2 separate regions of the Mus musculus genome follow, and region 2 is linked to region 1. A link is a contact called in public HiChIP or PLAC-seq data. All regions are on one chromosome and are shown on one strand. The core of a region is the stretch at or near the end of the contact, and the rest is flanking DNA. Distances in the headings are between cores, read along the strand shown. Region 1 has its middle 73 kb from the start of 4933402J15Rik. Region 2 holds the start of Htr2a (5-hydroxytryptamine (serotonin) receptor 2A).

The links. HiChIP or PLAC-seq counts read pairs in DNA pulled down with a chosen protein or histone mark.
Region 2: an H3K4me3 HiChIP or PLAC-seq map of bone marrow-derived macrophages shows a contact between it and region 1, with 3 times the contacts expected there. The contact joins the promoter of Htr2a here to the enhancer-like site in region 1. A contact is called at or near these places in 7 of 39 promoter capture datasets (the 3T3-L1 cell line, HPC-7-derived erythroid cells, embryonic stem cells and 3 more), 2 of 484 Hi-C or Micro-C datasets (cerebral cortex and embryonic fibroblasts), 3 of 115 datasets of contacts at active chromatin or transcription factors (bone marrow-derived macrophages, fibro-adipogenic progenitors and neural progenitor cells) and 2 of 9 other capture datasets (bone marrow-derived macrophages and macrophages).

Annotation. Positions count from the first base shown.
Region 1 is chr14:74,426,598-74,429,909 of GRCm38.p6, forward strand. No RefSeq gene overlaps it. Among named protein-coding and RNA genes, the nearest start is that of 4933402J15Rik, 73 kb to the left of the region's middle. Within about 2 kb of position 1,769, at least 24 of the 459 cell types and tissues checked have an H3K27ac peak or open chromatin away from gene starts, as enhancers often do. A contact at or near this core is called in bone marrow-derived macrophages, where this site is marked.
Region 2 is chr14:74,638,697-74,642,377 of GRCm38.p6, forward strand. It overlaps Htr2a (5-hydroxytryptamine (serotonin) receptor 2A), which reads left to right and starts at 2,178. Exons shown (of 3, transcript NM_172812.3): 1 at 2,178-3,648. The coding sequence starts at 3,237. It overlaps Gm41210 (a long non-coding RNA gene), which reads right to left and starts at 2,150. Exons shown (of 3, transcript XR_874820.3): 1 at 101-2,150.

The sequences.
Region 1 (3,312 bases), core at 519-3,018:
CAGGGAAATTGTGGTTTTGAGACTACCTTGTGCTGCATAGCAAGTACTAGATCAGACTGGAATAGTCTGGTGTACAGACTGTATAACCTGTATTAAAAAAAGAAAAAGAAAAAGTCAAACAAACCTGACCAGAAGGAAACTCCCTTTGCCTAAATATTTGTCTAAATATGCAGATCTGGGTGACCACTCAGCACTAATCATTCTTTCTAGGCTGTGAGTTATTCTTGTTTTCTTGTGAGCTGAATTTGCCTTATAAATGTCAAAAGGAAGCAGCGCTCAGACTCCGTAGAACTGACCCCAGCCTCTACCAATACCCAGGTCAATCTGCTGGAAGCGAAATGAGCTGCTAGGACAGCTTTTAGTTCACTTTGTTAGAACTATTCAAGTTAATGGCTCAGAGAGACAAAATAGATATGGCTTTGACAAACACCAGAGGTTCTCCAGGATAACAGCGATTTGCTTGTTACTATTTAGGCATTTGTGTGTGAATCCAGAGGTAGACACCAGGCTTCCTTTACTGCTCTTCGCCTTAGTGCTTTGTTTGCTTGCTTGCTTGCTTGTGTGTGTTTTATGAGGTTTTTGGTTTCTTGTTTGTTTGTTTTGTTTTGTTGAGACAGGGCCTCTCACTGATCTTTGATTTCACTCTTTTCAGCTAGACTAACTGGCCAGTGAGATTCCAAGATTCACCTGTCTCCATCCCTGATCCTTGCACTGAGGTTATAGGTACAATGTGAACACATCTTACCTTTTCATAAGTTCTGGGAAATTTAAACTCAGGTCTTCATGCTTAAAGAAATGTTTCACACACTGAGCCATCTCTCCAGCCCTTAGGTGGGCCTAATACTATTATGCTACTAAGGAATGGCAAAGAAATAGCGAAGGAAAGAGGAGAAATCCTTCACGAGGTTGCTGATCGTTTAAGTTGTCAGATGCCAAAGAAATCTGTGAAGAATGAGTATTGTCCAGATTCCTTAAACACGGAAAAAATAAATAAATAAGTCTGAGTGTTTTGACAAAAAGTTGGAAGTTGAGAGCACAAATACAGAGGAGAGGCAGTTTAATGGTGCCTACTCTAGGGAGCTGACTGACTAGGGAAGGAAGACAAGCATGGGTGCTAATGCATGATCGCACGCATGTGGAGCCATTGTAGAATCAAAGCACTGCCAAGGAACTCTAGGGAACTTGCTTTGTTAGGGGATTTAAAATCCTTGCTTCACAGGCTTATAAACAATACCTTTTGGATATTTTTTTCTTCCCAAAGGCATATCAACAGCTATTAATGATGTACTTTCTATTGAATATTACTATTTCAATTTAACTGCTACTACTCTTTATATACTAGAAAGAAAATCCTCTAAGAGACGATTTAATATTTATAACATGTTGGCACTCAGGGATACTACTCAGTTTCCTCTTTTATGCCATGCTAAGAAATTTTAAGAAAGTGACTCAACTCATTCACACACACTGCTATCTTTGGTGATGCGTTATCTGGCATGCCTGTTGTGTGCGTATCACATAGTAATTGTACTTAATGTTTGTTTCCTCTCTGCCATCACACAAATTGTGCTGGTGATGACCAAACTTTGCAAAAAATAGTGATGCCCATGCTGTGTCTAATATGTGGCAGTTTAAGCTTTTATTCTCCGTCACAGGAAAATACAAAGTCTCTAAATAGAAGATTAAAAGATTCCTTTCTGGAGAGCACCAGCAGCAGTTCCCCAATAGCTTCTAATAATACCGAGTGGGAAAGAACAGTACACTGAATCATAGCCTTGCACTGTTACATAATGACTTAAGGTCAGTTATGTAAGGAGACAGACTAATAAGCAGAAGTACACTTGGGCTACATTTGTGCAAGGACCCGACATGCACAGGACAGAAATGACAGCCAGCTGGCAGTGGTCACATTCATGCTCTGATTTTACCCACAGGCTCCCCAGCTTGCTCTCTGCAGTGAGCTCTTCTAACTAACTTATGCCTTACTGTTACAGGGGACATGAAAGGGTAAGTTAATTTCTAGTAATTAAAAGTAATCACATCAATTTATTAAAGTATTTTCCATAAAAAAAACACTAGGTCTTAAGGCGTCTGAACACTTGACTTATTTTTGCTTTTACATTCATGTATTTTTAAATTAAGATACAATTATATAATTTCCCCATTGTCTCCCTACACCTTTCATGTTGCCCCCATCTCCTTGGAAATTGATGGCTTTTTTTCTGTTATTATTAATATATTATAATATACTGGTGCATATTATATATGCATAAATATACAAATACAATCTGCTGCTTTGGGTTTTATATGTCTATGGCTTCATATGGCTTCGGGGTTGATCACTTAGCATTGGACAACTAATAAAAGGGTGGTTTGGTTTTTTTGTATGTGCATGGCTGTTTTGTCTACATGTATGTCTGTATACTACTTGGGTGCCTGGTGCCTGCAGGGGCCAGAAGAGGGCACTGGATCCTCTGGAAATGGTGCTACAGATGGGTATGAACCACCATGTGGGTACTGGGAATCAAATCCAGGTCCACAGGAGCAGCAGCCAGCACTCTTAGCCACTAGGATGTCCCCCAACCCCCAAACTTGTCTTGAATCCAGGAAATAGAAACCCCAGGTGTGCAGAGTCCACCTTGGCCATCTTATCTCTCTGATATTTTGTTAAGTAGAGCAAAATCAATCATTTTTACTTTGGAATTATCTAGTATGGACTTGAGTCTTAGTCTATGCTTAATATATTTTTAATTTTGGATCAGACACTTAACTTTTTCCAAGCCTCAGTTTCTCTGTTATAGAATAGGAATCATTTTCTTTACCTATAGGAAAGGGTACCAAGAAGGCAAAAGGGATAGGGAAATGGCTATGTGGCAAAGTGCTGTTGTGTAAACTTGAGTACCAGGGTTTGGATTGCTAGCGTCCACATAAATTGTGAGCATATGTGGCAGCTCACCACTTAGGAAGAAGAGGTGGAATTACTAAAGCAACCTGGCTAGCTTGACTACCTGAATTAGATAGAGACTTCTGGGTTCAAGCCAAAGAGTGTGATTTAGTACATAATGGGGAGATTGATGAAGAAAGACATCCAAGACTAGACTACCTATGGCCTCTGCATGTGGACACACATATGTCTGCTCACATCTCCCTATACATGCAACCCCACAATACTCATTCACATTCTAGAAAATTGCAACATGTGATTATATATGTCCAGGTGCTTCATAAGCTGAAGAGTTCTATACAAACATATGATGCTATAGTGCTAAAGTTTCCTCCTAAGGAAAATATGAAGAATGACTTCCAGGGGAA
Region 2 (3,681 bases), core at 928-3,427, 210 kb after region 1:
ATGAAAAACCATGCAGCCAACCATGAACAAGACACACACACACACACACACACACACACACACACACACCTCCTCTTTCCTTCATGTGGCTTGAACTCACTGTGATTAGCATCCAAACGAAAGGCTGCAGAGGATGCTGACGACTTTGCCTTCACTGGGGGAGGATGGCACCCAGCAAGCTCCCTGAAAGAAATATCCAATAACAGCAGTAAGGCTAAAAACCTATGGGCTTGTAATATGCAAGGCAAATCTATAAATTTACTTAGCTCTGAGATTAACTCTCTGAAGTAGGTGCATGGCTAATCCCATTCCTCTTCATCCAGATGAGGAAACCAGGTGTGGAGATTGAAGAGTTTTAATCAAAGTCACAGAGGTAACTAACAGGTGCCCAACCTGGGATTCTCAACTTGGGAGCTGCACCCTGGAAATTCACAAGGAGGATACAGAAAGACAGGCAGTGAGAGCAGTCCACACTCCAGTCTCGAGGAACTTCAAGCACGCAAAATATGAGAAATGTCAGAATTATGAAGATTCAGGCTGTTGCCAGGCTGCCCCTGAAAAAGCTGTGAGAGTATAGGCCTGAAAAATGGGGGCCCCAGAGAATGAGCAGACTGAGAAAAGGGTTGTGTATCCCTCAAAGAAGAGATAAGGAATATAGGCAAGAGGGTAGTGATGTGTTTTTCCTTCAATCAGTAATAATTTTAATAGGAATAAAATGGCTAGTGTAAAATGTAGAGCATCCTATAAGCCAGGCATAGGCTAAACATTTGTGCATGTTGTCTGATACCTCACTGTAACCCAGGGATGGAGCTAAATACCACCCTGGGAGGAGAGAGCACTGGGCTCTAAAGGCAACTGAGTTAGGTTGTATGAGTTAAAAAGCTGGATTCTGAACCAAAGGACTATGACTCCCACACCTACTCTGTATACACGTGCGCACTAGCGCGCGCGCACACGCACTCGCACACGCGCACGCACACGCACGCGCGCACACACACACACACACACACACACACACACACACACACACACACACACACACACACACGGCATGCACTGCACTCACAAGACCAGCAGCCCAGTCCCAGGTAGGCAATCTGGGAAATTATGTGCCTGCCCAGGAAGAGCAGAAGGGCTCCCCACTGTGGGCTGAGCAGAGGAGAGCTGAGAACTTTGCGTGCGGGGCAGGGAATGCTGGGAACCTCTGGGCATAGGCAGGAAGAAGGGATGAAGGGCTGGGTGGACCGTATGATGATTTCATGAGCCAGGAGGACATGTGGCAATAAACCTCAAAGAGAGGGTCAGGATGGAAGGTCTCCTGGGTCATAGACAAACGGATCTAGAAGGCAACTGGACATTTAGCTCACTGCCATGAGGAGAATTGACAACACATCGAAGGCACAGGAGTGGCTGAACTGAGAATGTAAAAGACAGAGAGAAGAATGAGATGGACAGAACCCCCCAAAAGCCCCTGGTGTCCAGGATTATTATAAGAAAGTAATCCATTTTCTTATCTGTCATGAGTGCATCTATCTTCCTTTAAGGACCACTTGGGAGAGAGCTTCTTTTGCATGTGAGTCGCTTTATCATTAGGGTCACTTCTGGGGGAAAAAAACATAGAACAAAATAGAACAAAACCCTTCATTTTCTAACATGAAGTTTTTCATTATTTCTTGGCGACAGGTTTGAGATGAAGAAAAGTAAGCTAGTTACAGGATGCATACACATAGCAATAGTGTGTGTGCTTAAATGCATTTAAGTAACTAAAAATTGTTCTGATAGTTTATCAGTTATTGCCACAGACTTCCTGATTCCTCTGAACTCATGTCGCCACGGTCAGCCATCCCTCCTGGACACATCATCACTGGCTTGGATAGAAGTGCTGGATGCTCCCAGATCCCAGGACATGCCGTTTTCTAGCCTTATTTATCTTCTCATTCTTCACCCCTCAGCCTAAAAATATGACTGCCATGTACCCCTCCTGCCTGCTGTCCCCTAAGCTGTCTCCTTGTTCTCTCTTTTTTTAAGGAAAGGTTCCTAATTAACCTGTAGCAGAAAGAATGGGGGCGCGCGGGGGAGGGGGTTGTTTGGTCCGCCCTTCCTGGCTGTTGCCACCTTGCAGGTTATGACACAGTGACAGAGGGAGGTCTGAGGAAGGAGGCAACCAGGAGGGGCTTATTCTTTTGGAGCTCCGGGAGCCTCTTGATACAGACAGCGTTTCCTACTTTCCCTGCGGCTCTTTTGTGTGACTTTGAGAGGGGCTCCCTAGTGACTGATTCCTCTCTGTGCGCTCGCCTCAGCAAGCAGCCAGGCTCTGGGAGGGAAGACCCAACCAAGCTCAGCAGTAGCAGAAGCAGCCAGCACAGACTTCAACCGTGCTGGAACCGGCATGCGGTTTTTGAAGTCAGCAGAAACAGAAATCAAATTACTATCATCTTATGCTGCTAGAAGCTCAAAGAGAGGGGATTCCACACTGGCCTAGTCACCATGCGACAGGCAAGTCACAGGATAGCGGACCCTGGCGACAATGAATGTAAGTTCCTCGGCTGCTGTCCTTTACTGCTGTGGGATTTTCTTTCTGCTTAAAGTCACGCTTGGCTAGAATGCCGTCATTGCCGCGAGAATTTCTGATGTGGAAAGTTCTCTGCTGCGCTTCGGGATGCGTTTTCCTTTCGTTAACTGAGCCAGAGATACAAGCTGAAATTCCTGACCATCGCTGCGGCGATTCTGCCTGAGACTAAAAAGGGTTAACCCTTATGATGGCATTAACATTGCGTGGATTTTTAATTGACTTCCTTAATTAATATAGAGGGCACACAGCCCTCCCTCCTCGTTTTGGATCTCATGCTGTTTTAACTTTGTGATGGCTGAACTCTTGAAAGCAGCATATCCAACCCGAGAATTGGCTGAAAGATTCTCACCGGATACAAAACTTTTCTTCCTTAACCAGGAACACGTTTGTGTCTCCAAATGCTCCACACTGCTTTTTTTGCCTTTGCTTCCGTGAGAACTTACAGCTCCGCCGTGGACTCTCCCTAGCACTGTGAAGCGAGGCATAATCAAGAGCCATCACACTTCTGTAACTCTTACTATGGAAGAGGAGAAAGCAGCCAGAGGAGCCACACAGGTCTCCGCTTCAGCATGCCCTAGCTCCAGGACGTAAAGATGAATGGTGAGCCCCGGCTATGACTCGCTAGTCTCTCCACACTTCATCTGCTACAACTTCCGGCTTAGACATGGAAATTCTCTGTGAAGACAATATCTCCCTGAGCTCAATTCCAAACTCCTTAATGCAATTAGGTGACGACTCGAGGCTCTACCCTAATGACTTCAACTCCAGGGATGCTAACACTTCCGAAGCCTCGAACTGGACAATTGATGCTGAAAACAGAACCAACCTCTCCTGCGAAGGGTACCTCCCACCGACATGCCTCTCCATTCTTCATCTCCAGGAAAAAAACTGGTCTGCTTTATTGACAACTGTCGTGATTATTCTCACCATTGCGGGAAACATACTGGTCATCATGGCAGTGTCCCTAGAGAAAAAGCTGCAGAATGCCACCAACTATTTCCTGATGTCACTTGCCATAGCTGATATGCTGCTGGGTTTCCTTGTCATGCCCGTGTCCATGTTAACCATCCTGTATGGTGAGTGGTGTTAGCATGTCAGCTGTCCTCACC